2 separate regions of the Gossypium arboreum genome follow, and region 1 is linked to region 2. A link is a contact called in public Hi-C data. All regions are on one chromosome and are shown on one strand. Each heading gives the region's core, a stretch centred on a gene start, on an enhancer-like site or on the middle of the called end of the contact. The rest is flanking DNA. Distances are from core to core; before and after follow the strand shown.

Region 1 (2,754 bases), core at 90-2,589, 440 kb before region 2:
ATTGTTTATCATATTTGGACTATTACTTGAGTAGCCATAGACATAGAAAATGAGCAAAAGTAATAGTGCAAATGTGGTGGACAACAATATGAAAAATGTAAACTTAAAAAGCTACTCTAATCATCATCATGAGAAGAGAAAGGAGGTGTCGAAGGAGAATGAGTAAGGAGATATGTCATTTGTATCTCTAATGTCGACAACCGAGAATTATCATCATCTCGATGAGATCTAAACTCATCTTGAAGTCCCCGAACATCGCTACTCAAGGAATGTAGAGTGTCAAGGAAGGCAATGTTGATATCAGACGAAGGTTGACCAACTTGAGAGGAAGAAGCAGGAAAAGCAACATGTTTTCCTTAAAAATATGAGATTTGTATCAATGTTTTAATTCTATTAGAAATAAATATATAAATAAATTTTAATTTAATTAGTCGTTCGTGTAAAGTTTTTTAAGTCTGAATATATCCAATTACTTGAACATTTTGGACTACATGTGTAAGAAAAATAATTGATACACATTTTTAATAGGATATATTTATATTTAAAAAAGAAACTTTACTCATATAATTAATAAAATTAAAATTTATCTATATATATCTACATTCTAAAATATATATATTTTATGTTTTTATATATTGTTAAAAATATGAATAGAATTAAAATATCTTATATTTTTAAAAATAATTTTATATAATTTAGAAAAATCGATATGGTTTTCTATATTCAATTTGGACTTATATAAAGGAATTTCCATTTTAGAATTCCAAAATTTTATTTTAATAAAAAGTTTTATATATTTTTTGAATTTTTATTTTATTTTATCTGATGTTAATGTGGAGTGTTATATTAGTATTGTTAATGATTACATTAATATTGTCAATAGTAGAGTCGAGGGGCTAACAAGGGCTTGACTCCTTAAAATATTTTTTTATTTAAACCTTTTATAATTTATAAAATTTTAAATTAGTAATGGTAAAATTATACTTTGACATTCTAAAAATGATAAAATTTAATTTAGTCATTTAACAATTATAAATATATAAACTATTAAAATAATGATATTATATTTTTAATATCGTAAAAATATACAATTTAATTTCGATCCATCCAATACAAATTTCTAACTCCACTATCAAATATTATAACAGTTAAAAATAAAAATATTAATCAAATAACTTAATTAATACAATTTAAAATTTTTTAAAAATTAATTAAGCGCTTTCTTCACGAAGGGTTTTATTCATCAAAGTTCATTTAGCCAAAAATTAATAGCAGGACAAAAGGCACAAGTATTTTAAAGTGCGAAAACAAGCTCAATGAGCGGAAAATTGAAGGACATTTACGTCATTTGACGCTAACTCAAACAGTATTGAAAATCCAAAATTTGAAATTTGAATAGTACAGGGTTTAGGGTTTCAAATATAAAATTCATAAAATTCCTTTCACGGTTGATTTGAAAAGAGCTCCTCTGCCTTTCAGTTTTGGGAAAATCCCAGTAGACCTCAACTCAACTCAAGGTACTCTCGCTTTTTCTCTTTTCTTCTCTGTTTAACTTTATGTTTAATGTCGATGAAAATCTTCGTTAAGGGAATTGTGCTGCAAAAATGGTATATGTGGGACATAAGTTTGGTTTCCGAGAAAGGAACATTGAAGAAAAACAAAAAAGCACATTAAGCTATTGATTCGTCTTCTTTTTTTTCTTTGAGACAACGGAAATAAATCCGAATAAAAGCAAAAACGATGTTTCTTTAGCTTTGGTTCTTTTGGCCTAAATTAATAAAGCTTTTCTTGATGAATAAATAAATCAATCAAGCTTTATAGTAATTTTTTTTTAAATAAAATTCTCAGCAACCAAAAATGCGTAGAGAGTAATTAAGATGTATTATTTGTTATTTAATTTTCTGTTGATAACTTTGGTCGATGTTGAGCTTCCTGAAATTGAATCTTAGATAGGCTAGTTAAGTTGGGAAAGGTAATGACATGATATTTATACTGAACTCTTTTTAAAGTGCTCATATAAACGAAAGAAATGAGCACTGTAGTTCATAGAACTCCAAAATCGGGGAGACAGTCATTGTTTTACCAAGATTTGGCCTCACCGATCTCTGCCCGGAGAGGGAAATTCTCTAGTCCTGGTCAAGCGGCTGCTGTCTCAGCTTTATGGCAGGAGAATTTTGGAGGTTCAGATCTTCCACCTCCTCCAATGTACACCTTGGAGGACCGTTCAGATTTTTCTCCTGAATCTGGTATACTGGATTATCCTATGTCTCCCGAAATCAAGTCAGACCCAAAAAGCCCGGTTCAAAGTTCTGGACGTGACTTCTCAACTCCAGCAAAGAGCAAGTCAGGGGCTAGCACTTCATTTGCTATACTTAATGGGCAGCAGAATCAGCAGAGCTCAGCAAGTTTGAGTTGGTGGTCACCCGCAAAGAATAGTAGTAATGAGCAGGATGACAAGGGAAAGGGTTCTCCCGTTGAGGGTGTTGTTCAACCTGGTGCTCTAATCACACTTCCGCCTCCAAGGGAAGTTGCTAGGCCTGAGATACAAAGAAATTCTGTACCTGCAGGCAATCTGGACGAGGAAGAATGGGTTACAGTTTATGGGTATGCTCCTTGCTACTTCCTTGTTCTACTTAATAATTGACATAATTGTCTTGTGGTCTTCTAGCAATTTCTGGAGTAAATATTTCTTGTATTATTTAAGCAGCCACTTCTCTGCATTTTGGATCCCTTTTTATCATTTTTCACATCGTC
Region 2 (2,700 bases), core at 22-2,521:
AAGAAACAATTGATCCCTCTCTCACTATCGGCAAGACACCTATCAACCCTCTCATCAACCACCATACACGATGCATCACCATATTCAACTCACCTTTATCAGCATCTAGCACCATTGACACTCCTCTCTATTTACTCTTTCACTTCCTCTACTTTTTTCTCTCTTCTTTTCTTTCTTTTTTTTTTCAAAACCTTTGATTGTCCAATGTTGTGCCACAACCACCAATCGTTGCTACTTCTCTAATAGTTGCACCACTATTTAGATTGTCTTCTTTATCCACTATTGTTTCGGCCTCCTTTTACTCCTTTGGTCAACAATTAACTTTTTTTCTGTTGGGATCACTAAGAGTTGAACCCGAACCACTTAAACCAAACTAAGCCAAGCCAAGTCAATATGAGTTCTTTTTGTTTTTTTTTTCAATTCACTTTTTTTTTCCTAAATCTTTTGGTTTGTTTCTTCTTTTGCATATGGTGCTAAATTTTCCTCTCTAAAGTAAAGATCTTAATGGTTGTTGGTTTATTGGTTGTTTTTATGACTATCAAGTATTAAGGGTGTTGTGTATGCTAGGATTTTAAAGTATTTTGGGGTTGCTTTTGGGTTAGGGTTAAAAGAGAGGTGGTTGAGACTTAGCATATGGCGGGTCTCGAGTAAATGGTTGGTGGGAGTGGTGTGTAGGACTTGAGGGGAAAATGGTGATGGTGATAGCATCGTGCAAACGGGTAAGATGGTGAGTTCGTGATGTTTGTGGTTGTTTAACTAGTTTTGGGCTGAAGGAAAAATGGTTTGATGATAGAAGCTTTAGTGTTTGTTAGGTTTGAGAGTAGATGAAATTAATATGGTGAAGGTGAGTTGAAGATGGTGATGCATCAGGTATGGTGGTTGAAAAGAGGGTTAGAAAGTGTATATTGTTGAGAGTGAGAAAGAATCCAATTGTTTCTTTGTAGAAATTGTTATATTTTTTTTATTTAGGATCAAATTGATAAAATTTGTAAACATTGAAAGGACTAAATTTGTTATTAGGTTAATAAAAAAAGAGCTCACATTAGCTTTCCAGCCCACAACTAACAACAACTAAAAGGAGAGTAACTAAAATATTTAATTTCAAAACGTTGAGTGACTAAATCAAAAAATTAATAGTTGGGTGACCAAAATAAAATGAAGTGCATAGTTAGGTGATTATTCTTGTACTTTACCCAAAATATTAATGCGGGTTTGTTATAGATGTTAACCGGCGTCGTTTAACACTAAGGTTTAATATTCTTGTTGGTCGGGGACGCAGTTTTTTATCCGGGAGAGGTTTGAAGAGAAAGAAGAAAAGAATAAAATGCTGTGTCTTAGGCTTCCTATTCGACTAAATCGAATGTTCAATAACCTTAACTACAATGTCTCAGTTTCGTTTCACTACGTAAGTCTATCTCTTTCGATCTCTTAACATAGTGAAATTCTTTTCTGTTCATTTTCACTCATAATTCTCTTCACATTTTTTTTTCTTCATTGTTTTTTCATGGCTTATCATTTCTCTTTTGGTTCTTCATTGTACCCAAAGCTTCCATCTTTAAAACCCAAACCTCAAAACCCATTTTTCTTCAGCTCTTACCCTTCAATTTCTTGTCAAATTTATAGCTCTAAGAGCAATAGTTCCGATGATGATGATAAAACCAAGAAAACCCATTTCAATTTTGTTGCTTTACCCATTACTCTTACTATAATCTCCACTTCATTTCCACAACAAAGTTCTCTTGCTGCAGTTAAAGTATCTGATAGGAAAAAAACTCAGAAAAAAACTCAAGAAGCTTTGACCCCTGAGCAGATAAAACAATGGTCGAAAAATCTTCCAGTTGTAACCAACCGGATTCCATATACTGAAATTCTCAGTTTGAAACATGAGGGAAAGCTTAAACATTTAATTAAGCCGCCTAGTGCTAGTTTGAAGCAAAGGGCAGAGCCAGTTTTAGTAGTTTTAGAAGATTCTAGGGTGTTAAGAACTGTTTTGCCTTCAATAGATAGTGATAGGAAGTTTTGGGATTCATGGGATGAGTTAAAGATTGAATCTTTGTGTGTTAATGCATATACACCTCCAATTAAGAGGCCTGAGGTGCCTTCTCCTTATTTGGGATTTTTATGGAGGGTGCCTGCATTTATGTTGTCGTGGTTTAAGCCGAAGAAGGAGTCCAAAAGGGCGCTGGAAATTAGGAGACAAAGAGAGGAGTTTAAGAGGCAAAAAAAGGAGGAGTTGGCGAGAATGAGGGAAGAGAGAGAGATGATTGAAAAGATTATGAAGGCGCAGAAGAAGGAGGATGAGAGGAGAAAGAAGCGAGAGATTAGGAAGAGGAAGTATGAGGAGTCATTGCGTGATGCTAGAAGGAATTATCAAAGTATGGCAAATATGTGGGCCAGTTTAGCTCAGGATTCAAATGTTGCAACTGCGCTTGGATTGGTGTTCTTTGTGATATTTTATAGGACAGTGGTGCTTAGTTACAGAAAGCAGAAGAAGGATTACGAGGATAGGTTGAAGATTGAGAAGGCAGAGGCAGAAGAGAGAAAAAAGATGAGGGAGTTGGAGAGGGAACTGGAAGGAATTGAGGGGGAGGATGATGAGGCTGAGCAAGGGGGAGGTGAGCAGAATCCTTATTTGAAGATGGCTATGCAATTCATGAAGTCAGGAGCACGTGTGCGGAGAGCACAAAATAAGAGACTGCC

The links. A called contact is a pair of places that touch in the nucleus more often than the background predicts.
Region 1: a contact with region 2 is called in a Hi-C map of leaf, with 3 times the contacts expected there. The contact joins the promoter of LOC108461233 here to the promoter of LOC108467037 in region 2. A contact is called at or near these places in 2 of 5 Hi-C or Micro-C datasets (both in leaf).

The regions. Positions count from the first base shown.
Region 1 is chr2:26,682,345-26,685,098 of ASM2569848v2, reverse strand. LOC108461233 (nuclear pore complex protein NUP35-like) reads left to right here and starts at 1,339. Exons shown (of 4, transcript XM_017761008.2): 1 at 1,339-1,517; 2 at 2,028-2,604. The coding sequence starts at 2,030.
Region 2 is chr2:26,242,033-26,244,732 of ASM2569848v2, reverse strand. LOC108467037 (probable inactive ATP-dependent zinc metalloprotease FTSHI 2, chloroplastic) reads left to right here and starts at 1,271. Exons shown (of 12, transcript XR_008277508.1): 1 at 1,271-2,700.